4 separate regions of the Mus musculus genome follow, and all the other regions are linked to region 1. The links are chromatin contacts, called in public HiChIP or PLAC-seq maps. All regions are on one chromosome and are shown on one strand. The core of a region is the stretch at or near the end of the contact, and the rest is flanking DNA. Distances in the headings are between cores, read along the strand shown. Region 1 holds the start of Hif1an (hypoxia-inducible factor 1, alpha subunit inhibitor). Region 2 has its middle 31 kb from the start of Slf2. Region 3 holds the start of Erlin1 (ER lipid raft associated 1). Region 4 holds the start of 1700039E22Rik (RIKEN cDNA 1700039E22 gene).

Region 1 (6,897 bases), core at 881-3,380:
TCTTGATATCTGGGTAATGCTGGCCTCATAGGATGAATGGGGAAGTCTTCCCTCCTCCTCTGTGTCTGAAGGATTGTTAGTAATTCTGTTCTAAGTGTTTGGTAGGACTCATCAATGATCCACATTGTTTTGGGCTTTTCTTTATGGGATTAATAAAAAATCCCTAATGTAGTTTTGATATGGGTCCAATTAGATTTTTCTTGAATTAGTTATTATAGTTGGTGTTTTTTACAGGAATTCCTCGATTTCATCTAGAGTCTCTATTTTTAATGTTCACTTGCTGATAGTATCTTATATATTGCTTTTTATATTTGTAAAGTCAGTGTTATGTTCCTGCATTCATTCCTGATTTTAATAATATGAATTTCTAGGTCTGGTTTATTTTTAATTTTCAAGGCTATAAATTAAAAAAAAAAATCAACATTGCAGATAAAATCTTGACTGCTGCCAAACCCCTTCATGGAGATAACCCTGTTATCAACTTGTTATATCATAGTGACTATGTAGCTTAAGTATATAACTAAGACAGAAGTATTAATTTCTATTGCTGCATATTCAGTTAAATTTTGTTTTAGTGTTCTTTAAACAAGTCATAAAATTAGCAGCCCAAACAACACCTACTTAATATCTCACATTTGTCATGAGTATTGGTTCTGGTTAGTCAGGTCCACAGCTCAGGGTCTCACCAGTGTGAAACCAAGGCCTATGCCATGACATCTGAGGCTCTGAATCCTTTTATAAGCATAGCAGTTATTGGTCAAATTCAATTACTTGAATTTATAGGGCTACACTTCCCATATTTTTGTTGGCTATTAGCCAATAGTCTTTCTCAGCTTGTAAAGAATTCACTTGTCATTTTCTGAAATATATGCATATATATGTGTGTGTGTATATGAATATACATATATATTCAAGGCAAACCAGAGAGCATGTATTATGGATTCAAATCCCCAAGCCTTTTGTCTCTAACTAATGTTTCCAGATTTAAAGGGCTAGAGAGATAATGTCTGCCCTACTCAAGATAAGTCTCCATTTTGATGACCTCAAATTTGACTGGTTAGGGACTTTGACTACATATTTGCCATATAATGTTACCTAACTACAGGGACACCACCCTGTCATAGATGCAGTTCCTACTGTCATTTTAAGGGGAGAGACTTAAATAGGATATGTACACCATGGGATGACAATCTTGGCCTCCTGTAGGTATTCATTAGAATGGTCCAGTAAGGGCTGGCGAGACTGCTCAGCGGGTAAGAGCACTGACTGCTCTTCCAAAGTTCCTGAGTTCAAATCCCAGCAACCACCCATAGTGAGATCTGACGCTGTCTTCTGGTGCATCTGAAGTCAGCTACAGTGTACTTATGTATAATATTAAATAAATCTTTTAAAAAAAAAGAATAGTCTAGTAAGCAAACAAAACAATTAATACCTTCTCTTATAACCAGTATGTATTGTTGGAAAATGTGAATATCTGTGGTTGCATAACATTGGTCTCATTGCAAGATTAGATTTAAGTAGGTGAGATAGTGCTATATGCAGAAAAATCAAATAATACTGAACAAAAATGGATTTTATATTACTTTTTTTTTTTTTTAAAGGGATGGTGGTTTGCTGTGTTATTCAGACTGGCTCTGAACTCTTGGATTCAAGTGGTCTTCCTGCTTCAGCGTCTGGAGTAATTGGAACTATAAGCCCTTGATCTTCTCTAGATTCTGAATGAATTCAGTTTGTCCTTAATCATCTGTCTAAGCCTTCAGGACAGCTTTACCCAAGGTCTATGTGCTAACTGATTTTTCTAGTGATTTCTTAAGTGGATCTAAGCGTTGGCTTCTCTCCCCACCCGAGAGAGTAAAGCTTAAAGCTTAATTACACTTGCCTCCGTCTTTGCCTCTGTAGGCTTGAACATAGGGAGGCAGCAATATTTCGTGGGCTTGTTTGTCCCTTTTCTAAGGAACTAAGCGAGTCGGCCTTATGGAGCCTAGACTGTAGTCCTGCAGGTCACCGCTAGGGAGCGCTCCTTCAACCTAGGCGCCCACCTACTTAAAAGGTCTCGATCGGTTTCTCTTGCAGTCCATCTCTATGGTGTTCGTTGTTGTTGCTTCCGGAAAGGGCGGAGCTTTCACTTCCGGCGGGGCCGTCCCTAGAGTAGAGATGGCGGCGACGGCAGCCGAGGTTGCGGCCTCTGGCTCTGGAGAGGCCCGGGAAGAAGCCGAAGCTCCGGGTCCCGCCTGGGATGAGTCCCAGCTACGAAGTTACAGCTTTCCGACCAGGCCCATCCCACGTCTGAGCCAGAGTGACCCTCGGGCGGAAGAGCTCATCGAAAATGAGGTGGGGGGCGGGGCTGCTGCTGAAGGGGGTGGAGGAAGGGACCCGGTTAGCGGAGAGGTGGCACACTGATCAGATTGTGGACAGAGGCTTGAGAGGCGGGAAAGGGAGATGCTACGTCAGGAGAGAGTGACAGGAGACACTGTTGTGAATTTGACAAGTACAGATATCGTCGAGAAGAACATATTAGCGCCTTGGAATTACTTCATTGATTTTTTTTTTTGATGTTTTTGCTTAGGAGCCAGTGGTGCTGACCGACACAAACCTTGTGTATCCTGCACTGAAGTGGGACCTCGAATACCTGCAAGAGAATATTGGCAACGGAGATTTCTCTGTGTACAGTGCCAGCACCCATAAGTTCTTATACTATGATGAGAAGAAGATGGGCAATTTCCAGAACTTTAAGCCAAGGTCCAACAGGGAGGAAATTAAATTTCATGAGTTCGTTGAGAAACTACAAGCTATACAGCAGCGCGGGGGAGAAGAGCGGTAAGTTGCCCCGTCAGTAGAACCAGGGCATCCGCTTTCCTGTACTTGTTTGAAGGTGTGGTGGAGTTGGGTAAGAAGAGATTGGCACCTCCAAGCCTCTGGGTTCCACGAGTGAATATTCTGCTCTGCGCTTTGAGTTCTTGATGGTTCTTTTTAGCTTAGTGGATGAGGGCAGCATTAGCCTTGAACTGTGAGTCCAATTTCCTGTCTTTGGTAGTTAGAGTGACAGTTGTTTTGCAGGGTCAGTCAGACGAAAGAAAGGCTTTGACCGTGCCTATGTGGAACTTATACTAGCCTGATAGCATATGTCCAGTTAAATCATTGTGCGGTTCTGTTTGGGAGGGCTGTCCCAGGGTTCGAAAATTTCAAGCTCAAAATGGAAGATTTTTACTTAAGATCTTTTGATTTCTTGAAAAAAAAAAAAAGATTGTGTTTTATGTGTGCAGGTGTTTGTATTTAGTTGCTATTGTTTTGGGGGGGGCGGGGCAGGGACTCACTCTGGAGCTCTTAACTGGACTGGCTGGAACTTGCCATATAGACTAGGCTTGCCTCAAACTCGATAAGATCCTCTTGCCTCTGCCTTGAGTGCTGAGATTAAAGTGTTTACCTGTTTGCCTTGCACACCATGTGTATTTAATGCCTGTAGAGGGCAGAAGGCATTCCATTCTCTGCAAAGGAGTTACAAATAGTTGTTAACTGCCAAGTGGGTCCTGGGAACCGAGCCATGTGGGTCCCAGTCTCCTACTGCAGCTGTTACCCGATGAACCATCTCTGCAGCCCTTTTGACATTTAAAGCGCGCACGCGCGCGCGCGCACACACACACACACACACACACACACGCACACGCATGTGCACAGAGTAAGGCAATAATTGCTTGTTGGATTTAGCCCTGAAATTGACAGTCTTGATTCTCAAATACTTTTCTGGCTAGGGACAAAAAGTTGAGCCGTCCTTTATGATTTGGGTTGGGGGTATCAGGATCCTCTAGCTTTGGGAAGGTCAGAACACATTGCTTGATACACTGTTCTATTGGTCCAAAATCATTTGGAAGAGTGATTCTTCCTTTTTGTTTTTATTTCCACTTCTGAGGACCGCCCAGTTATATAGGTTCCAGACAGCAGTCAGTCCCACATTATAAAATTGTCCCTGGAGAATTGCTTTCGCTGAGTCCTTGACAGTGAATGACTGTCCCACATTTGGTGGCCATATCTGGAGTACTCTGTAGCCTCCTATCTTGATTCTCTTTCTGGCTTCCTAGCATCAGAATGTAACTAAGTGAATAGATTTTAAAGGTCTGGGCCAATGAGGTAGCTCATTGGCTAAATGTGCTAAGTGCCAAGCCCGACAGCTGGAGTTAATCTCCAAGACCACCATGGTGGAAGAAGAGAACCAGCTCTCACAAGTTGTCCTGTGACCTTACATGCATACTAGGAGAGATTCTGAGCTTTTATAACTCAGTTGTAATAGGCATATGGTTTAGATTTGTGGCTTACTTTTTTTTTTTTTTTTTTTTTTTTTTTTTTTGGTAAGTAGGTGTGTTATACCTGGCAGGGTGGTGCACGTGTGTAATCGTAGCACTCAGGAAGTGGAAGCCGAAGAATGAGGGATTCAGGGCCAGCCTCTCTTACCCTGAGAGAGCCCACCTAGGAGGTTCCTTGTAGCTAGGTTTTTCCAAGTTACTGAGATCTCTAATTAATGTTGCCGTAACTGTTAGGACTTTAAGGCAGGGAAGTCCCTTCTTTTCACTCAGACATGCTTGGCCTGGGTCACATCATCTTGTCTATTCCTGACACGAATTGTCCCAGTAGTTACAATCTGGAATTTTGCAGTTTGGATGTAGCAAAGGGAAAAACAGGATAGTGTGGACTATTTCCTAAAATCAGACTTGGAAGCAACACAGTCCCTCTGTGACATTGTATCAGTCCAACCAAGGTCTCTTACAAAGGAGGCAGCTGGTGGGCAGTGTTAGAATCAGCCACAGCAGTCATCAGGGGCCAAAGGAGGTGGAGGTGGATCAGGTCCTGAAAGGAGTCTGGTTCATCATAGACTTTGTAGACAGGCTTCCAGGGAACTTGTGTGAAATACCCATATGCGTGGATCTTGTTCATGAAACCTTGATTCTTAGGTAGTCTGTATTGTGGTCCAGAGGGTGAAGAATCGCGTCTTTGAAGAGCTTGTTGTGGAGCAGAGCTCAGACACGGAGAAAGAATTCAGCTCTGTGACTACTGTTCAACCTCTTGCCATGGAGATGCTAGTAACAGCCTTGAGTTCCCGACGTGGGCACTACCAGGGACTGCTCACCCATACTGATGGGAGTTTTCTCTTGGGGAATGTAGGTTGTATCTGCAGCAGACACTCAATGACACCGTGGGGAGGAAGATTGTCATGGACTTCTTGGGTTTTAACTGGAACTGGATCAATAAACAGCAGGGGAAACGCGGCTGGGGGCAGCTGACCTCTAACCTGTTGCTCATTGGCATGGAAGGTAAGAAATGCTTCCAGAAGCATGGCTTTGTACCACGCAAACCTGATTTCTAATCCTGTCTCCACTACTTAGTAGCCATATGACTGGAAACTAGGCCCTGGACTTTTTAATGCTTCAGCGTCCTCATCCGCAAAAGGAACAAGCTAGCATAGTATAAGTAGCTACATAGTATAAGTAGCTACCGCAGTTGAATGAGGTAATGTATAACGTAAGTCATTTGGATAGTGGCGTGCAGTCTTGAGGAAGTTCTCTTCCTCTCTCAGTGGTGCTGTGAGCACGATGCCAAGATAGGGAGGTCTCTCTGAAACACTGCCTCGTTCCATTGAAGTACAGGGTGTAGAGGGATCTATTCCTGTACAAATGGAAACTTGTTTTAAAAAGACAGGTTCTCACTAGGTAGCTCTGGCTGGAACTCAGTATATAGAATAGACCAGAGTGGCCTTGAATTCACAGAGATCCACCTGAGTGCTGGGATAAAAGAAAGGCATGCACCATTGTGCCTGGCAGAGACTATTCTCCTAATAAGGTGAAACCTTATCTCTTAAATACATATCTATGGGGTTCAAAACTGAAAGGATATAAATAGGCATTAGCCGAGAGTCTTCTCTTACTCTCAGCTTCTCAGTTTTCCTCTTCAGAGACACTTCATGTCATACTCGTTTATGTTTCTTGCTGGGAGTTTTTATGTTTACACAAGTAAACATGTAAATGTGTTTTGACTTTTTAGTGGTTTTTAAATTTTTAATCTTATTTGTATGAATGGTTGTATACATGTATGTATGCGTGTGTGTCTATGCACCTTCTGTGTACCTGGGGCAGGTGGCTATAAGGAGGCAATTGATCCTCTCAAACTGGAGTTAAGGTGGTTGTCAGCCATCATGTGGATGCTAGGAATCAAACCCTGGTCCTTTGTAAAAGCAACAAGTGCTCCAAACTGCTGGAGCCACCTCTCCAGCGTTTAAGCGGTGTTCAGGAGAAGGAACGGTTTGCAGGGTGGGGTTATTTTTCAGTGCCCAGCACCAGCTCAGCGCTAAGCCATCAACAGCTGCGCAGTGATTACTGCGTGAACCTGGGGAGCCAAGAAACGAATGACGTCATTGACCTGGGCTGGTATTTCTCAGATTTGGACTTTTGATAGCAGTATTAAAGAGGTTTCACACAGTGCAGCTTAGGAATTGACACCCACCTGCCCGGTTAAAACCAACTTTGGCTTTTTAGAAAAACTCTGGTTCTGCTTTCCTGGCTCTGGGCCAATCTTTCCTTTGCTGTGGCCAGGTGCCTCTGGTGGAGCTGAGGGCTACTTTGAGGACGCATTTGGACCGTCCATAGTAGGACGGCAGCCGTCTTGGCACACTAGGTGTTTAGTTTGTGACAGGGTTTCACTGTATATCCCTGGTTGGCTATAAACATACTACGTAGCTCAGGATAGCCTGGCACTCACATCAGTGCTTCTGCCCAGCCTCCCTAGAGCTACTGTAGCTGCGACCTTAGTTATACAGGATAGATGGAATGTGCATTAGGGCAGAACTAATTAAAGGTACCAGTATATGGATGTGTATATATATTTACACTTGTGACACTGGGGATTGTCATA
Region 2 (6,438 bases), core at 1,193-3,692, 340 kb after region 1:
CTCATAAGCTTATTGCAAAACCAATAAAAATGATCTATTCCGAGAGGGGAACTGCTCTTTTGACTAGTAAGCTGCCACTTAGTAGTAGACCCCAGCCTTCCCCCTTCCCAATGGCTGCAGCTCTAGCCTGGTTGACCAGCTGTCTCCTGCCGCGGGGTCAGCAGAGGGTGCCAGATTCCTCCTCACCAGAAACTGTGTCCACCTGCCATGAAGCCACCCTAGGCTAGCCTCCGGCCTCCAACCTGGCCCCATCACACCAAGGACTGTGTACCCCAGCCCTCCAGCTCAGCTCAGTTAAAAGGGGATGGGAGGCCAGAACAGGATCCAAGGACAGTCACGGGAGCTTAGAATTTCACGTGGAATTTTGCTGTTTCCACACTGTGCCTCGGTGAACCTGAAGCATGCGTATCCTTGAAAACTAGTGGGATTAGCAGGAAGGCCTGCAGACGTTCCCTAAGGTCAGAAGCCCCAGCTTTGACCTTGACAGAACCAAAGTCATCCAAGTCGAAATTAAGATAACAGAGATAGAAACCCTCAGCTGAGCCAAGCCGTAGTGAAGCACGCCTTTAATCCCAGTTCTCAGGAGGCAGAGGCAGAGGCATCCTGGTCTACAGAGCAAGTTCAGGATACCCAGAGCTACACAGAGAAACACAAACCCTGTCTCAAAAAGAGAAAGCGAGAGAGCGAGAGAGAAGAGAAGAGAAGAGAAGAGAAGAGAAGAGAAGAGAAGAGAAGAGAAGAGAAGAGAAGAGGACCTCTGTCCTAAGGCAATTGGTTTTCCCCATACTCCAGTTTCAGAAATGATATCTGTTGCACTTGGTGACTATAATAGTCTGACACATCCTGGCTTTCCCTGTATTGCTGATGTTACGGTGCGGGGAGTGGGGCAGGATAGAGGAGGCTCAGGGAAAACCTAAAAGATCTGCACAGCCTCACACAGAACTCCACAATGTCAGGTGGGAGACTTGTAAGGTCTTTGTCCCCCATTCTTTTCTGCCTCAAATACAGAACCAAGGTCAGACCTGAAGTGACTTGGCCAAGGTCCCATAGTCAGTGGCAGAGCTAGAAGGGGGACCCAAGGTAACCAGCCTTTGACTCCTGGTTCTTTACAAAACTCTGCTATCTTCTACATCCCGCTTATGTCAAAGAGTATGGTGTCCTTCGCCAAGTCGCTGCAGCCACCACAGCCCCCAGGCTGACCTTCCCTCCCACCAAGGAGGACAAGCTTGTTCTCTCTAGAGCAAGATTGGTCTCTTTCCCCAAGGCCAATGCACTGGCGCTCCCCCAGGGCCTGGAAGAGGGAATACACGTTGGGAGAAGCATTTGAACTTTCTCTTCTACTCCAGGGAGATAGCAGAGGCTGACCATTCTTTATCTATTTGGAGGACAAGGAGTGAAGGGGAGGCAGAGCATCTCAAGGACTTGCTGTATCTTCAGAGAGTCCCAGTAATGTTGTCCCTTGATCGCTGTGAATGTGTTTATACCAAAAACACTTCAAATAACCTTTACTCTGTGTCAGTATTCTTCTAAGCATATTACGGATTCATTTGCTAATTATATTTTATGTAAATGTAAGCTGGGCATGGTGGCACATGTCTGTAATACTATCATATAGGAGGCAGAGGCAGGAGTGTCAGGAGTTCAAGGTATGCCTTAAACTACCTAGGAAGTCCCAGGCCAACCCTGGCCCCATGGCAGAAATAACTAGTATGTGTGCATCAAACCATTCTGTCCCCTGGAACTCAGTGTGTGTGGGCCTGTGAAGGGGGCTGGGGACAGAGGACAATGACAGGCCTCCTATTCTATCACTCTCTAACTTACTCCCTGAGACAGGATCTCTCTCTCTCACTGAGACTAACTGCTGGGCTGGGGGCCAGAAAGCCCCAGTGAGGGCCTGGAGAGCTACCTCAGGAGAGGAGAGTGCTTTCTACTTTTGCAGGGTTCAATTTGCAGCACCCACAAATGTAGTTCAATTTCAGGGGCTCTGATGCCTCTGGGTTGGATGTCTTCACCTGCTTCAGAGTCTTCAGCTGCTCTCCGCAGGCAGGAACATGGTGCATGGTCATCCTCGCAGGCAATCGCTCACACAAGCACACCTCCGCAATCTTCCTGTTTCTTCCCCATACACATACCTGGGGTGCTGGGGTTGCATCGGTGCTATGGGTGGCTTTTTTCCTGTGGGTTCTGCATATTTGAAACCATCAGTCTCCCCAACCCAATCTGGCCCCCTCTTTTAACCTTAGATTCTCTTTGCCTCTTGTTCTTGTGCCTGGAATACATTTGCATCTCTTCCGTGGGTGTTTATTGTCAGTTTGCTTCCTAGACTAAAATATTGACCCTGCAGAGATGGGGTGAGGGAAATTCCCTCTGCCTCCACGTTAGCCTGATGGATAAGAGCCAGAGGGTTTGGCTTTCAGTTCCTGCTCAACCAGATCCTAGCTGTGAGGCCTGGGGCAAGCTGTTTACACTCTGACTCAGTGGGACTAATAACAGTATCTACTTCAGAAGAGTACGAGGCTTTAGTAACTTAATCAAATGATATAGAATTACTTTATAAATTAATATTTAATCTCAATCCTCCTGTCTCAGCCTCCCTACTGATCAGATTTCACAAGAGTGCTCCCCCTCCCCCATGCCTTTGTGAAATTTTTAGACCTCACATGAAAGAATGGGGGGGAGGGGGCTTGAGGCTCCTGGCTGATGACAGCATGAGCTATCCAAGAGGGGGGGTGGGCGCTGAAAGCTGTTGCTCTAACAGGCAAGTAAGAATGTCTCAGGTAATAGCCCTCTCAAGAATGTGTGACATCCTGGGGCTGGAGTGTGAACCTCGACCTCTCTTAGGGCCAGATAAGGCAGATAACTTGTGTTCTGTGGATTTCCTCTCTCGATGCAAAGTGCCCCAGAGAAAGACTGAAGTTCAGAGTTCGTTTTCTGTCCTGCTAAGCCTCCAAAGGCCTGGTGGGAAAATATCTACATAGCAGGCTTTGGAAAGGCACATTCCCACGGCCTGGGAATCTTCTCTTTACAGCCAGTACAAGGACTGGGGGCTTCCTGTGATAGGGAGGAAGATTCTAAACATTCCAAAGAGATATGATGTCCTTTGAGTCAGCACAACTCTTGTTTACCACAATCTGGGTCACCCCTGCCCTTGGCTTCTTTGAAGAGCATGTTTCTGCTTGAGATAGGCAGCCCGGACCACAGATAGCTCCCATACCATCCCTATTTAGAGGCTTTCTGCCGGGCTCTGGGAGCTAGGGGTGAGGGGTGTGGTGCCAAGAACCCACGGCCCCCTGGCTCCCTCCCACACAGCAGCCCGCACTGACATCTCTGAGGCCTTTGATTAAAGAGACAAGTGACTTTGCCCATTCTATTGATCAGAATAAATTACTAGGAACTAATTTATGGGCCTCCCCACGGCCGATGACATGGTGGATTGTGCGCTATTGGTCAGTAAATTGGATTGTCAGGCTAGATTATTGGTTCGTATACAGTTATCTCTCATAGCAATATCAGGCAGCTCAGGTAGAGGAGTGAAATCCTTTCTCTGCTGCCAGCCTGCCAGGATGTCAGGCAGGAGGCCTTCTCCTTGGCTGCTGGGGAAGGGCGGGGAGGGGAGAGGAGGAGAGGGGAGGAGAGTTGAGCGAGGCCTCTGTGCAGGATGCTTATTAATTAGTGCAGCATCACAGCATTAAAAGAACATTAGTGTGGAATCGTCTGCAGAGTGATGGGGAAATGACATTGTGGGCCTCCTCCTGATTCTCCAGCTATGGCTCTGTTGGGTAGAAGCAGGGAGGGGGTTGATGAGCAGACAGGGGGATGGGAAAGATAAAGGGTGAGGGGCAAAAAGGGCCACGGGGAGGGGAAGGGAGAGGAAAGGCCATATTTGCTGGGAGTTGCAAGCAGAGCGGATCTGCTAAGTGCCAGCGTCGCTGAGCCACGCTGGGGAAATGGAGCTGCCGTTCTGCTCAGTACATCACAGCCAACGATGAAAAGTTCTGGAGCTGGGATTTCTCAGGCAATTTGGCCAGTGATGCATGGGGCAGTAGATCCTCGCGCACTCTTCCGTGCTTCTGCCAAGCCAGCAATAACAAAAACTTATTTTTTGCCAGGGAAACGGATATGAGTCAGGCAGGCCCATCAGGAGTAAGGGGGGCTTTACCACGCCACTGCGATTTGTACCGCTCCACTGTTTCCCCGAGCTCTAAAGACCTGCCAGGAGGAGACAAAGGCGAGACAATTTCGAGTTCATAGTCCTGTGTCCTCGAAGCATAACAGCGTGCCATAGATGGGGACATTCTGGGCCTGTGGGTTGCAAAGTCAGCGGTCTTTCCTTCGAGCCCACTGAGGAGGGGGGAAGTGGGGTGAGGGGGGTGAGCTGGGGTGCAGCTACAGATTCCCGGAAAAGGTTCACCCCCAACTCCAACCTCCCAAAAGCATGGCAGAAGGAGCCCAGAGTGCAAGAAGGGACCGGAAGAGGATGACAAGCAGGAAGGAATTTGGAGTATCAATCTAGCCATGATTAATGAAAGCATTACTATTTCCAGTTAAGACCATCTGTGCCCTCTCATCATCACGGACTGCCAGGGTCTTTCCCACCCACCCAGACCCTGAGCTATCCAGTCCCTGAAGGGTGGGATTGGAAACCCCACTTAGCTCCCTCCCTCCCTCCCTCCCTCTCCTTCTCCCTCCCTTTCCCCCTCCCCTCCTCTCTTCATGAGCCCTGAGGAGGCCTGTACCTCCTCTGAGGCATGATCAGGAACACAAGCAACCTGTTCCCTGAGCTTCAGGCCCCAGGGCAAACAGTCCTGACTTTAGCTATCACTCATTGGACACTGCCAGTGACCCAGTAAGTAAACTCCCCGTGGGGCAGAGACCCAGGGTTCCCAGCTTGCTTGAGCTACCCCCCACACACACACCCGCCCCCCAAAAATGCCCGGAGGAGGTCTCATTAGTAGCTACAAAGACATCAATATATTTCCTCTTCTTGGTGCTGTTCAGCATGCTGATTTGAGAGAAGAGACTCACACCTTGAACTGAAAATATTCTACACATTCCAAAAGGTACAGGCTTCAAAGGTGAAAACCCCTGGCTAAGCCTCTGGGTGTCTTTTATGCCTACCCCCATCACTCTGCTCTCTGGAAGTTAAACTGTGGTGCCTGAAGAGATGGCACACTGGGTAACCGCTCCCGCTGCCAAGCCCGATGACCTGAGTTTGCTCCCCAGGACCCACACAGTAGAAGAGGTCCAACTCCCACAAGCTATTCTCTGACTTCTACACCTGCACTGTGTACCTCCTCAAGACACACAGAGAGAGAGAGAGATGTATATATGTGTGTGTGTGTGTGTGTGTGTGTGTGTGTGTGTGTGTGTGTGTACATGAGTGAGTGTACACACGTACACATTAAAAACTAAATAGATGTCATTTTTATTTAAATTAAATTGTGGCCCTTGGCTATTTCCATACGAGTTCCTACCCTAACTTAATTGTTCTCCCATTCTACTCTCTGGGGACAAACATGAAGCCAAAGAGGAGAGGCCCTCTATGTCAGAAGAAACAGGACTAGATCCAGCCTGGGACAGTGCCACATCCTCTCTTCTGGCTCTGCTAGGTCTCAGCTTTCATTACAGCAATCCTATGGAAATGAGTCTACCCAGACCCAGAGCACCCCGGCCTCCAAGATGGAAGACTTTGCAAAGCTTCGGGAAAGAAAAGTAGGCCCACTGGCCGCTCTATAAATTAGAGACTCATTAAGAAGAGGCAGGAAGGGCTTTGGAGGCCTGAGCCTTTCGATTTCTTGTTGGGATGGTTTATTGCTATTGTTTCTATTTCATACGTTTATTGCAAAACCAATAAAAATTATCTATTAAGAGCAGGAAACTCATCTTTTGACTTCTTGGTGGAGGTTTCTACAGAATAAACTTTAACTGGTCCAGCATAGCTGCGGGAGAGGAGCAAGCCCTATGGAGTCACGCCCTACTGGAGGCCAGCCAGGCACAGAGCAGGAGTGTCCAGACCAGGGTGAGGGAGGGGACAGACTGGGGAGGCCACACAGTCAGGACTCTTCTACAGAGTCCCTGTCAGCTGGCTGTGTATTTCCATCTGTTGCTTAGTGCCTGCAACCGTGCTGCTTCCCAGCTTCTACTCTGGAGAGACCTCACTTGGAAGGAGACAGCCAAACGCTTGATTTATGGAGCTATTCTTGAAATGAATGTTTATAGAGATGTTTCCAAACAGATGAATAAGATGTCCAAGATCCCAGGAGAAAGGTCTTGTCCAAGTGAAAGAGCAGAGAGCTAACATTTGTGGTATCCTGTTCTGCCATGCTAGGCTCTATGCTACCACCCTTTTTGTTTGGTTTAGTTTTGCACCCCTTTATTAAAATTTTTATTTATGATTGGTGTGGAGTGTGTGTTGGCATGCATATATGGAGGTCACAA
Region 3 (6,336 bases), core at 2,599-5,098, 490 kb before region 1:
GAGCTGCATCCTCTAATGTTCCCTAAATTCCAAAATGTAAATTTATGACTCTGCTTAAGAAGAGTTCCTTAGAAGGGTTTTGTTAATGTAATTTTTGCTTAGAATGCTGCCTTCTTTGTTTTTTTTTTTTTTTGTAAAAAAAGAACATTCCTATTTTGTAACACTGCCTGTAACATTTAACTTTTAAGTAATTAATAATCAAAACAGAAAATTATGATAGTTTAGGTTGAAATCTTTTTATTAATTTCACTTATTTCTGATGATCACACAGCATATTTGCTATATACAAATGGTTAAAATCTATTTACTATTATTGCCTATATCTACTTCATGTTACTGCTGCACCATGTTGCTTAACAGTGGGTTTCAGGAAGGCAGACAGATTTGCCTGGCTCTGAACAAGATCTAAGAAGGAGCCCAGGCTCTCAGTCTGATGATGCCACTGGTAACTTTGGGACTGTCAAGAACTGCTGGTACGCTACGGTCAGAAGAGAGAAACTGGGATGAGCCTAAAACAGGCCAGCAAGACACAGGCGGCACAGGAAGGCACAGGGAATGAAGTAGACATCAGCAACCGATGATCAGAAAATGGGTACAAAGTACCAGTCACTGGGCACATCTGTCACACCAAAACATTTAGAAAGAGTAATATAAAATAATTGTTCTAAGGGAAAAGGTTTTATAACCTAAAACATTTCTCTTTTTTCTTTTGTTTAAAAATATATCAATTCATTCTATTACAGTGATACTAAGTGTTAATTGTATTGCTATACATAAGATACGGTTTTAAAAAAGAACCTTCAAAAGTGTGAGTCAAATATGGGAAGCCAATCTGGAAATCATTGTGACTAGAAAAAGAACCCGGGCCTCACCACGTTCACCAGCTTCGCCAGGCCTCACTTTAATAGGCACAATACTTCCGTAAGCCATTGAGAAGGGACAGAAAAGAAACCAAGGAGAACTGGCTATTCACAGTTGCTCTCACTTAGCACAAAACTGAAGGCTAACATGAGAATATGAATAATACCGACTTCTCCTGTTTCCTGAAAACTCTGCAGCAGATTTGAAATAAAACTGAATTCAAACATTTATGATCCCACTGAGGTTACAGAATCAGCGAGAACCCAATCCTGCTCTGCATTCTTGTGATGTCAGAGTTATTTATTAAGTACGGCCTAGGACCATGATACTTTTTGCAAGAACGAGATTTGTATTTCAAACATTCTGAAACACTGTCAAAGTACCACATTCATTCAGGTGCCTCATAAATTTGCATTTAATTTACCAAGCAAAAATGTGAGGCTGAAAAGCTGTGTATTGAAATGTATTCCTCCATGTTAGCAGTAGGCTGGGAGCCTGCCTCTGTAGAAACCAAACAGTTCTAAACCAAGGTATCACTAATTTGTATTCCTAATTGTGTTTTCAATTCTTCTTTTGTTTTGACTTCAGTAACAGAAAACCTGCTAATACCATTAGCCAGAAGGCAGTCTTGGCAAGGCAGTTTGACATCATGACTTGTGCTGTGACAGTTGTACTATGAACTTTCACTTCCCATCTGAGTAAATACCAACGTTTGCTTAAGCAATAAGGAACTCCGTCTCCACCCACCAGTGCGGTAACTCCTGTCACACCTGTCTATCTGGAATCCCTAGGAGTCACTCACCTGCACAGATCTGAATGTTGTAATGAAAGGCAACATGATATGATAGCCTGGTCCACTGGGGCTCGTTAGCAAAGCTCCTCCCCTGCAAAAAGACGTTCCAGTTGACAAAACTGTTCGGATCTCTTTTCAACTTAAAATGCTATAACAAACATTCACTCATATTCATGTTACTAACCTACTACCCTCACAACAGAGTGACTCAACAACTGCTACTTCAAACATCCATCACATTTAAAAGTGTGAAAATGCATCCAAGTCCACTGCCAATATTGCACCCTGTTTCATAAGCTCCACCAACCACACCTCTGCGTCTCTAGCACTGCTCTTGGGTTCAAAAGATCCTCTCTGGTCTTTAGTTTGCCGATAAATACTTATGGAAAAAATTCTAATGACTCTCAATTAATGACACATAACAAGAGACAAATCAAAACAATACATTTAATCGCTAAGTTTAAAAAAGGAAAAAACCAAACTTTCAAGGAAGAAGAAACTTTCTGAGGCTAATGGTTCTTTCAATACATGAGTCCAATCCTAGGGGGATGGTTTCTGTCTAAAGGTAACAAAAACCTAGCATGGAAAGACAGACAGCGAAAGGGTTGAGTTGACAGCTGAGAGAGGGGCTTGTTTATCAAACTCTGTAGTATGTGAACGGTGAAAGCACCCCCTGCAAATTTGGGACAAATACAACACAAAGTCCTACTTTACACAACGAATAGTAAGTTCCCACAACATTCATCCTTGTCCTAAGTCATAACTCAAAAGATGAACCTTTGCAGGTTCATTAGTCATTTTTTTTGGAGTGGTATCTCCGTATGTTCTCTTCGTGGTTTTCCTGTCAGAAGGACAGTGATAAACTGGATGGAAATGTGGTCCAGGCTGGTATTTCTTATGCTAGAACTCCATCTGTTAAGACATACCACCAAAAGTATGTATTTTCTAGGATTCTGGACTGATCTAAAAGTAGAAATACCAGTTTAGGGGGCATGATGGAAATATTCAAAAATCTGCTTGTTTCAGAATAAACCACTATCCCAAGTTGTCCACAAACTGGCTTCTCTTCCCAGCTTATACCACGAGGACCTGGTGGGAAGTTAGACTTGATTTATGCCAAATCAGGTGGATGGCAACTGAGTCCACACTCTTTTTCACCTTGACTTGAAAAAAAAAAAGTGAGAAAAGTGGCCTGCAAATGTGGTTTTTGTCTCTTGGCCTTTAGGGATATATGACATTGCTCTGGTCATGAAGACTTTGGGGGACATAACCAGACAATGGGAGATTTTTTAATGAAGAAGAAAAAACCCAACTTAGTGTTGGGGAGAACTGTCTTTATGTAAGACAGAGATCCGGAAAAAATCCACAGCGGCAAACTAAACACCTGTGCAGTTGTGCGGACTATGAGAAGTCATCTCGGTTGCAGTGACTACTTCCGTGCCCCCTAAGGTGTCTTCAATTCTGTACAGAACGAACTTGGCACTAAACTGCCCCGACAACGGAAAAGTGCCCCGCCAAAGGTTAACTCCCGGCAGCTGGGATGAAACCACTTCCCAGGCAGGGCTGGAAGCAGCTCCCCTGACGCCGCGGAAAAGAGCAACTTCCCAGACTTCGCTGTGACCCATTGGACCCTTCCACTGTGCTTCTAGAACCATCGCGGGCTGCACAGGGCGGCGCTCACCTGTAGTACACGGCCAAGTGTCCCTCTTCGATCTTGTGGATGGAGGCGTACAGGAGGATCGCCACCAACCCCACCACTGCAGCCACCAGAAGCCGGGCTTGAGTCATATTCATCCTTGTTCCTCCTGAGCATGGGGAGAAGAGGAACCTCAGTCCGTTGAGTGACAGGCCAGTCCCCACCCAGGGAAGAGCCCGCGTACGGTCGCGGGCGGCTGAGGCGGGAAGCCCCGCGCTCCGGCCCCGGGCTCTCTCTCTCTCTCTCTCAGCTAAGCGCTCCCCTCGCCAACCCCCTGCGCGGGTGCCCCCGGCTCGGCGTACGTCGTGACACCTCTTCCCCGACTCCCCAAGCGTTAGGTCCCGACTGAGGGCGGCCTTGATCGCAGGCACTCGGAGGACCGCGACCCCCGAGCCTCGCCTCACCGGTCAGTGACGCATCGCCCCCGCCCGCACGTGCAGCCGCCACCCGGCCCCGCCAACTGCTGCCAACAGCCGGCCCCGCCCACCTGCCCGGTACTGCGGCTGCGCGGGGACGCAGGCGACGCAGCCCCCGCCCGCGACTCGCGAGACGGTGCGCGGGCGGGACAAAATTGGCCCCGGGTGCGCGCACAGTGTAGTGATTCTAAGTGCCCAGACGAGGACCAAGTCTCCTGGGGTGGGTCACTCGGACAGACGCTGGTTGAGGCATGCTAGTGCACAGGACCAGCCCCTCAGTGTAGGAGTTGTTCCTGCATCCTTTTGTGGTTCGTCCCTAGTCCAACTGGCAAGCACATTCTCCAGGTACACACCCTGCACTAGGGAAACTACCAGACCAGTCTCAAGGAATCAGGGGTTCGAGTTCAGAAGAGGAAGCTATTCAACCAGAATTAACCATTCAGACTTGGCCTGAATATTTATTTTGTGCCAGAATGCTACACCAGAGTGCTTTCTGAAAGCCACCCAGAAACAGGATCAGAATGATATATGTATGTTGAATGTGGAGGTCGGGATTGTCTTGTAGGCCAAAATGAGTAGTGAACGCTTGAGTTTTCATGACGGCGATAAGGTTGAAAGGAGTTGTATGGCAAGATAGGCTAGAACCAGATTTACAAAGTCTAGGATCCATTTTTCTGCTGATAGAGAAAATGTATGACAAGAAGACAGTGACTTCATTTATGGCTGTTAGGCCTGCATGCATGTCAGTCACTATCTGTGTGCCTGGTGCCCTCAGCAGTCACAAGAGGGCATTGAATCCCGTGGAACCAGAGTTAAAGGCTGTTGTGAACTGCCACATCGGTGCTGGGAATCGACCTTTTTTTTTTTTCACTGTATTTTAACATTCTATACCACGTGGACCTGGTGAGATAGCTCAGTGGGTAGAGGAGTTTGTGAACTCCTGAGGACTTCATTTTCACCCTAGACCTCACACAGAAGTGAAAAGCAGAGAACTGACTCCACAAGTTGTCCTCTGATCTCCACACATAAAGGTCCATGCCCCACACCACACACCAACACACACAATAATTAATAATCATAAAAGGTTTAGGGAATAAACCCACACCATGTGCATGTATTACAAAACAAAAACTAAAAGGAAAGGGTAGAGTTTAGAGATATAGGGACACATGGGAAATAAGGGCATTCTATTTCACTAAGGGCAGAGACAACTAGAAAAGGTTAACAAGGTTGGAAGGATTACCAAACTCCTGTGCAGGAAAATACCAGAAAGCAGTGCTTTTGGGGCATTGTATCTGTAACTGGCTGAGAGTGAAGACAGACAGGAAACTGGGAAACGGATATACAACAGCAAATACAAGGTTATGTATGATGCTAGTAACAAAGAGAATGACAGGCAAGAGAATCAATTCAGGCCTTTGTAAGAGCAAATCTAGCCACACCCCTTCAATACATGCACTAACCTGTATCGTGCATTTGATTTTTATTACCACGGAATGTATGGGACCTTGTTTGTTGCAGACCAATATTACAGTTTAGCTATTTTCATCTCCTCTGGTCCCCTTTGTTGGTATTCTGTCTAAGCTCCACTCTTACAGTTCCTGGCAGCAGCCACATATGCTCCCCCACCACCCCCCAGTTACCTGGCAACAGCCAGGTAGGCGTGGCCCCATAAAAGGGGCTGCTTGGCTCCTCCTCTCACTCTTAAGCTCTTGCCTCTCTTACCTCTTGCCTCCTTGTTTCCCATCCCGTTCCCCTGCCCCCCTCCAGGTGGCCATGGCCTGTCCCTACTTCTCTACTCTCTGCCATTCTCTGCCTCTACTACCCTCTTAACTCCCCTCCCCGTGCCCTAAATAAACTCTATTCTATACTATATTGGTGTGTGTCTGGTCCCTCAGGGGGAGGGGATGCCTTGGCAATGGGCCCGCTGAGGCACCCCCTTCCCCAACATTGTGCCAGAACATATTCTTATAGCTCTTTCTCTTTTTATGATCACAACACCCTTCCCCTGCCAAAAAAAAGCAGGTCGTGGAAGCACATGCCTGAAATCCCAGCCGGGAAGTGGAGGCAGGAAGAGTGAGTTTCAGGCCAGCCTGTCTCAGAAACAAAACAGAAAGAGAAAAAGAAGCTGCAGATAGAGATTAGCAGTAGAGCTCTCACCCAGTACCATGCTGGGCTTGATGGGAGAGTTGGGGGCACAAACTTGGTTTGGTCTAGTATCTGTGCTTTCCGAGTTTATTCTTCGTTCCTCGTAATGTTGCCTATAGAATAAAGTATATACAGTTGATAACTTATGATTTTAATTCTGAAAGTTGCTACTGAACAAAAAATAAGAGTGGTTTACTAATTTTTCAGAAGTAGGTTTGGGGTGATCTTATATTTTCTGCTTCATATCAACCTGTCTAAATCATGTAGATTAGAAGGTCCTAACATCACTTGTGTTCCATCAAAATAAACCTCCAAATCTGGCAAATCCTTGTGCCAATGATTGTGATAGTTAAAAACAAATGCATGATTTCTGGGAAAAAAAAAACTTACACATTAAGACTCCATTATTGAATTGTCAGTTT
Region 4 (6,463 bases), core at 1,230-3,729, 270 kb after region 1:
CATACAGAAATGTTCCCTTGTCAACACAGCTTTAGGTTATAGCCCTTCCTCAGCACCCATCCGTCCAAGTCTATGCCTAACTCAGCTAGCTGACACTGCCTGGAAGAGCCTGCCCTGGTTTCCATGGAAACTTGGAACCAAGGACCATTTTCAGGGGCATGGCAGTCATTCAGACAAAGCCATGCTGGTCTACACCAAGCCAGGGGAGGAGACCACTGTGGAGAACCAATCCCAATCTAGAGAGAAGGAAGCTAGTCTCAAAGTGGACAGGAGGGAACCAGAGAGATGTTAGCTTCAGAGAAAAATTAGCTACAACAACTCCACATGTCTTCAGAGGACCCAGGTCCTCTGTGCTCCTCTGAATCTCTAGTGTACCCTTTTGCTGAGAGGCACTGGACTTGGGTTTGGGGTTCAGGAAGCAGCCTGGTGGCTGTCCTCTCTAACCTTCACCCCAAATGAGAGTGGCTTAAAGTCAAAGAGAGTTGAAGTTTGGTGTTGAAACACCAAAATCTCTCACCTTAAGGTGGCTAAGACTCTCCCAGCCTGTAGTCCACTGTCTCTGGAGCCCTTTTGTATGCCCCACTCCTCAAGTTCAACCCTCACTGGTAGAGGGAGAAAGAGAGGACAGAAAGCTGGATTGGCCTTATTCATCAAGGCACGGCCCTGAGTAAGGGTTGAGAAACTGGGGAGCCCGTTACAGCCTGTTAAGAGAATAGGGCTGACTGAGAGAAGTTGGAGGTGCGGATGAAGGGATTGGGGCTCACACTTGGGAGAAGGCAAGTAGAAGCTGTTGGTGGGGGAGCAAGGGATGGCTCTGGAAGAAGATCCCAGCAGTGAGCAGGTGGAGGCTGGAGGAGGTCTTAGGGAGGTGGGGTGGTGGTGGTGAGGAAAGAGTGGGGAGGTGGGGGGTGGGGAGTCTACAGGGAGGTAGGGATGAGGGGAGCCGCAGAGAGCTCATGGTGGCAAGGGGGGAGTCGTTAAACAGAATCTAGTGCTGATGAGGAAATTACACTTGTTTCATTAGCGATGGGGAAGGAGATAGCTCAGTTCCTCTTGGTCACAGTTGAGCTCAGAAGCTCATTATCCTGCTGCACGCATGCTTTCCCTCCTCGTCAATAAACAGGCTTTCCAGTGGCTGCATCCCCCACCCCCACCCAGCTCCTTCTTGGAGTGGGGCCCCTTCTCCTCTACTTAACCCGCGGTTAGGGATCACTGTAAACAGTCTGGGGTCATCACACAGGAGAAAGGGCCAGGGGGGAAACCCATAGGCCTGGCCTTTCTCCTCCTGGAGGGAGGGAGGTAGCTCCCGAAGGCTCCCAACCCACTGTGCCCTCCACTGCTCACTGCTCCTGAGCCTGCGAGCAGTCCAGTGGATTCCCGCAGTTCACTTCCCCAGTTACGTGGCCCTTGTACTGAACCTCAGGAGGGAAAAGTGGGAGGGGTTATTTCCCAGGAGGGCACCACCACTACCACCTGCCTAGCTTTGGCACAGCTCTGAGATGCCATTCTTAGGGCTTTCTGGGACAAAGTGTCCCAGGGGCCTTCCTGCTCCACCTTCCCCCTCTCTCATGCTGTAGAATCCCTAAAGCCAGTGTCCACTGTAAAAGCTCTCAGCTCCCAATTTACTTAAGTGGGAGCAGCCAGACCAAGACCAAACCCTTCCTGGGCAGCGATCTCTTGCAGGAGAGCCCAGGCACAAACCCGCCCACAGATTCCCTCCATGCCTAGGTGTGCAGGGATCTGGCTGCTACTTGTCTATGGTGGCTGTCCCCATGCAGAGCTCGGAGTGTGTGGATTACCTGGCCTCTGGCCTGCTCCCAGGGGCCCTATCCCTGCTTGAAACACCCAAGACTGGGACTAGTGAGGACAGGACAGAAGAGGCCAACTGGACACGTTGAACGCCTCTAATTCCAGTTCCCCGCCCTCCCACAGGGAGCGAGTTCTCAGGCAACCCATACAGCCATCCCCAGTACACCGCCTACAATGAGGCTTGGAGATTCAGCAACCCCGCCTTACTAAGTGAGTACGCCACCTGGCAGGCCGGCGGCTCCCAAGGTCGCCTACCCGCTCGCCAGCTCGGGCGCGCAGGCTGCTTCGGGATACGGATCCCACTCAGGACCACCCCAATTCTGGGTACCCGGATGGGCCAGGGAGACAGGCCCATTAGAGCAGCGCCGGGTCCTGGGGATACCACCAGGACGCCTGCGCCTCCAGCCTCTTCCCTCCCCTACCTCTTGATCACTGGAGGGCTCTTAGCCAACAGTGGCCGTCGGACCCCTTGGGGGATCCGCAGCCGGGTGTCACCTGTCCTGTCCCTCTCCCGCCCTGTGGATGCAGCACTACTCCTGGGCATCTGGCCTCGGGGCCGAGCCACAGTCCTCCAGGCCTGATCCCGCTGGACCCGGGGAGGGCTTTTCTTTGCTTTTCTTTCCTTTTTTGTTCTCCTGTTTGTCCTCTCACCCAGCCCATTCTTCTCCTGTGTTAACTTCCAGGTTCCCCTTATTATTATAGTGCCGCCCCCCGGGGCTCCGCCCCTGCCGCTGCTGCCGCTGCCTATGACCGCCACTAGTTACCGCGGGGACCACATCAAGCTTCAGGCAGACAGCTTCGGCCTCCACATCGTCCCCGTCTGACCGCCCACCCCAGAGGGAGGGAGGACCGAAGCGACGCGCTGCCTCTCGGCCACCGTCCCTGTCCCACCCCCACCTCGAGACATCCTCCCCCAAGCCCCGCAGCCCTTCTCATCACCCTGTCGATGGCCAGACAGGACAGGTGGAGCCGCGGGTGGGACCCTCAGGCCCCAGCCCCGCCCGTCGCCCCTCCCCGCCTGCCTGGACCGCGGCGCCGTCCGGAAGCCCGCCCGCCTCTGGCCCGCGCGCCGTTTCTGTGACACACAATCAGCGTGGCCCACCCAGGGGCAGCCCACTTCGGACGCCCGGGAGTCGGGAGGCTTCGCTGGAGAAGCTGAGCAAGGGAAGCTAAGGAAAGGACTTTGTGCTGAAGGAGGAGCCGCCGGGGAGACCCTAGGGGGGAAATCCTGCCCCATCCCCCCTGTGCCTGCCAAGCTGACCCCGCCTTCTGTCTGCGCCCCGCCCCAGACGGTGGCACTGGGACGCAAGGGTCGGACTCGAGGGACAGCGTTTGGGGCGACAGCGTTTTCCAAGGCTGGTACCCAAGGCGAGCAGACGCCAACTGAGCTCATCCACCTGAACTGCCTAGTTCCCTTGGGCCTGCGATCTCCTTCTGCAGTGACTCTCCTCTCGGCCCCGCCTTGCCCTTACGTCAGCGCCTCTTCCACCTGCTGGCCTCTCACTTTTCCCTCCTGTGCTTCCTCGGCTCATCCCACGACACCTTGTGTTTGGTCCCAAGCACGCAGCCACGTCGGGGCCACCGCGGGAACCGTGTCCTCAGGCTGCGGCTGCGAGCATTGATCTTTTCCCATCAGTAATGCGCTGCCCACCCCCACCCTCCCATCCCAAACTCCCAACCTGCGGGCGCAAAAAGCCTGGAAGGAACTGACGACCGAGCCGCCCCAGATGAAAATCCGGGTCTCCCCGCCCCATTCCCCCCAAGCACCCCCTCCCCAGCCTTCCCTTGGGCAGGAGCTGAACAGAGCCTCAAAAAAAAAAAAAAGTCTACACTTATTTAATATGATGATGGTCTTTGCAAAAATGAACAAACAAAAACCCAACAGGCTGCTTTATAGAAAGACGGTGTGTGCTGTCGAGGCGAACCTCTCTCTGTACATAGCCCCTCCCTCTCTGCCCCGCCCCTCCGGGTACCATAGAGTCCCTGTCCTCCCGCCCCCCCCCCGCCCCCCTGCCTGTAGATACACCCTTCTGTCCGTGCTGTGAGAGTCGCCGCTCGCTGGGGGGAGGGAGGGGGGACACAGCTACATGCCCACTAAAGCACAGCACGTCCTGGGGGAGGGGGGCATTTTTTTACGTTACAAAAAAAAATTATGAAAGAAATCTCTATGCAAAATGACGAACATGGTCCCGTGGACACCTCTCGCCTGTTTTGTTGACTGTTTCTCTGTAATTCCGTGTTCATCGCCCTGCATCTCTCCCACTTCATCTCCCTTTTCTCTGCTACTCTCGACCCCTCTGTGTCTCTTTCTCTTCTTCACTTGTCTCTGTCTCGGTCCGTTCTGCCCCAGGCCTCCAAGGCTACATCTAAGATGGCAGAACCAACCTCGGGGCTTGGCCCCTTGTGGCCATGCCCCACGTGCCCGACCAGGCCACCCTGCCCCACCCCACCCTGTAGTTGCTCTCTCGGTAGCGGCGATGCTCCCTGCATGTCTCCTCAACCGTGGATCGTGACGACCCGAAATAACAGAAACAAAGTAAATAAAAGTGAAAAAAAAATAAGTAAATAAATAAATAAATAAAAATCCTTGAACAAATCCGAAAAGGCTTGGAGTCCTAGCCCAGAGTGCGCTTTCCTTCGAGCCATTTTATTTGAAAAGGAAAGCGAGAAAAGTGAACAATCTAAGGGAACTGCCGGCGCCCGACCGTGCTCCAGTGGCTGGAGCTGGATGGCGAGGGCAACGAGGTCCCAGCTTCGAGGCCCAGCCTGACCCAGTCTTGTGTGGAGCTGGCCGCGCTCCAGGAGTGCGGAATCCAGGAGAAGGCTTAGCCTTCCACAAGTCCCGGCTCCTCCGCCACTTTCAACGTGTCGGTTCGTTTTGATTATTTTTCCTTTCTTTCTCTCTTTCCTTCTTTCTTTTTTCTTTCTTTCTCTTTTCTTTCTTTTTTTGTGCACATGATAAATAATAATAAAAATAATAATAAAATTTTGTATGTCACTCCCCATGGCTCCAGGTTTGTCTCTCCCTGCCTCTGGAATAGGTCTGTCCTCGCACTGGTAAACCCTCGATAAGTCAAGGATCCAGCTCCGTTTCCACTGCGACCTCCTCTAAATTCTTGACCTAAGCTCCCCTGGACTGAAGCTGAACTCTGACAACAGTCCGGAGAAGGCTGTCCCTCAGCGCTACCTTCCCCTCCCCCACCCACCCAGGCCTTGGGCCAAAAAGTTTTGGCTTTCTGGAACTTCAGAGTAACTTTGACACTGCCCTTCTTTACCAAGTCAGCCTTGCCTTGCTGCTAGTGTCCTGTGACCACACTTAGAGGGGCAGGTTCCCCGAATGAGCAAAGTCTGGGGCCCTCTCTCCATGAGTGGTGGTTGCCTGCGGTCCTGTCTTCTCTTGGCTCCCAACGTGGATTCAGCTGCTCACTGGCACATTCATAACTGCGTCCTGTGTGCCCTAAGAGACCATAGAGGTTCTTTTTCAGCATTTATTTCTAGACCCTAAGAGCCGGCTCATGGGGCCTTGTGGACCACCAGGATGTCGCCTGGTGACCTCTCCATCAGCTGCTGAGAGTAGTGAGGGTGGAAGGTCTGGGTGTACTCAGAGAAGAAAAGCAGTTTAGGTGCCCCTGGCAGAGGAGGAGTGCTAGTGGGTGGGTCAGCCGATTCCTGCATATAAATGGAGTTTTGTTCTTCTGTGTGAGCTTATGTGTCCTAGAGGGGTTCTGGCAGCGAAGAAGAAAGCCAGTTGTTGATCTTTGTAAATACCTGGTATTTGAGCTCAGGTGAGAGTGGAGGACCTAGGTCTGTCCTTGTCTCTGTTCATGCTTAGGAAAAAAAAAATGATTTCCTGATTGTCCATGATTGTTGTACTCTATTGGAGAGACTTAGAAATGGCCCCCTGTCCATCTCTTTGGCATCCTGTCAGCTCTGGCTCTCTCCTCCTTGCCAACACAGCCTTGATGGTGCAGCTTTCACCTGCCCTCCACCCTGAGAGGCTTCCTGCTCAACTCTAGGAAGTTTCTGTAGCTAATCTTACTTCTTCATCACTGCCCATTTGAAAGACTTTTCAGTATCTGCTGTAGAGCTGCAAGCAGGATCTGGAAGGAGACTAAAGACACACACACACACACACACACACACACACACACACATCCCTACCCTGGCTGGGGCAGTGCCCTTCAGATACCTCCTCCTCCCCAGCATACCTTGCACCGGAGCAGTTTTTCCATCCTCATATTCTGTCACCCAGGCTTATCCATATCATGCCACCAGGGGAATACACGGCAAACCACCAACCTCTTCTCTCCTCTCCTCACCTGTGTCCCCATTCTCCTTCTCAAGAACTAGCAGTCCTACCTCACCCAGCCTTAGCCTTCAGTCTCCCAAAAAGAGCAACAACAACAAAAACAGCCCCTTCAAACTCTGGCTGTACTAAAACATCTGTAAAACAATTCTGGACGTTCACTCCAATCTAAGCATCTGTATGTATTTACGCTTCCCATAAAGGTACTAAGTGCATTATGAATGAAAAGGCAAGACATTTTGAGCCCTTTAGAAGACATGCACTCTACATCAGAGCGCCTATTCAGAGCTTCCAAACACCCAGCACTGAACTCCTGCTGATCACTGAGAGGATTCCTGGAAGCTGACA

Evidence for each region. HiChIP or PLAC-seq counts read pairs in DNA pulled down with a chosen protein or histone mark.
Region 2: an H3K27ac HiChIP or PLAC-seq map of trophoblast stem cells shows a contact between it and region 1, with 7 times the contacts expected there. The contact joins the enhancer-like site here to the promoter of Hif1an in region 1. A contact is called at or near these places in 29 of 39 promoter capture datasets (the 3T3-L1 cell line, 3T3-L1-derived adipocytes, the C10 cell line and 17 more), 1 of 15 datasets of contacts at CTCF or cohesin (embryonic stem cells), 28 of 484 Hi-C or Micro-C datasets (the 63-12 cell line, B cells, the G1E-ER4 cell line and 21 more), 49 of 115 datasets of contacts at active chromatin or transcription factors (the 230-238 cell line, the HPC-7 cell line, the NIH/3T3 cell line and 32 more) and 5 of 9 other capture datasets (adipose tissue, embryonic stem cells, liver and 2 more).
Region 3: an HNF4G HiChIP or PLAC-seq map of pancreatic cancer cells shows a contact between it and region 1. The contact joins the promoter of Erlin1 here to the promoter of Hif1an in region 1. A contact is called at or near these places in 2 of 39 promoter capture datasets (cranial neural crest and neural stem cells), 3 of 484 Hi-C or Micro-C datasets (B cells and regulatory T cells), 6 of 115 datasets of contacts at active chromatin or transcription factors (the 230-238 cell line, bone marrow-derived macrophages, large pre-B cells and 3 more) and 2 of 9 other capture datasets (adipose tissue and embryonic stem cells).
Region 4: an H3K27ac HiChIP or PLAC-seq map of epiblast stem cells shows a contact between it and region 1. The contact joins the promoter of 1700039E22Rik here to the promoter of Hif1an in region 1. A contact is called at or near these places in 13 of 39 promoter capture datasets (the 3T3-L1 cell line, the C10 cell line, HPC-7-derived erythroid cells and 8 more), 1 of 15 datasets of contacts at CTCF or cohesin (the NIH/3T3 cell line), 3 of 484 Hi-C or Micro-C datasets (the AML12 cell line, embryonic stem cells and gonadal supporting cells), 16 of 115 datasets of contacts at active chromatin or transcription factors (the NIH/3T3 cell line, T-cell acute lymphoblastic leukemia, embryonic basal ganglia and 9 more) and 2 of 9 other capture datasets (embryonic stem cells and liver).

What each region holds. Positions count from the first base shown.
Region 1 is chr19:44,560,724-44,567,620 of GRCm38.p6, forward strand. Hif1an (hypoxia-inducible factor 1, alpha subunit inhibitor) reads left to right here and starts at 2,131. Exons shown (of 8, transcript NM_176958.3): 1 at 2,131-2,331; 2 at 2,567-2,817; 3 at 5,155-5,303. The coding sequence starts at 2,155.
Region 2 is chr19:44,896,464-44,902,901 of GRCm38.p6, forward strand. No RefSeq gene overlaps it. Among named protein-coding and RNA genes, the nearest start is that of Slf2, 31 kb to the right of the region's middle. Within about 2 kb of position 2,443, at least 39 of the 459 cell types and tissues checked have an H3K27ac peak or open chromatin away from gene starts, as enhancers often do. A contact at or near this core is called in Sertoli cells, extraembryonic endoderm stem cells, liver and 2 more, where this site is marked.
Region 3 is chr19:44,065,937-44,072,272 of GRCm38.p6, forward strand. Erlin1 (ER lipid raft associated 1) reads right to left here and starts at 3,849. Exons shown (of 12, transcript NM_001164360.1): 1 at 3,755-3,849; 2 at 3,336-3,459; 3 at 1,664-1,745. The coding sequence starts at 3,448.
Region 4 is chr19:44,833,459-44,839,921 of GRCm38.p6, forward strand. 1700039E22Rik (RIKEN cDNA 1700039E22 gene) reads right to left here and starts at 2,480. Exons shown (of 3, transcript NR_045315.1): 1 at 2,033-2,480. Pax2 (paired box 2) reads left to right here. Exons shown (of 10, transcript NM_001368747.1): 9 at 1,933-2,019; 10 at 2,512-4,811. The coding sequence ends at 2,633.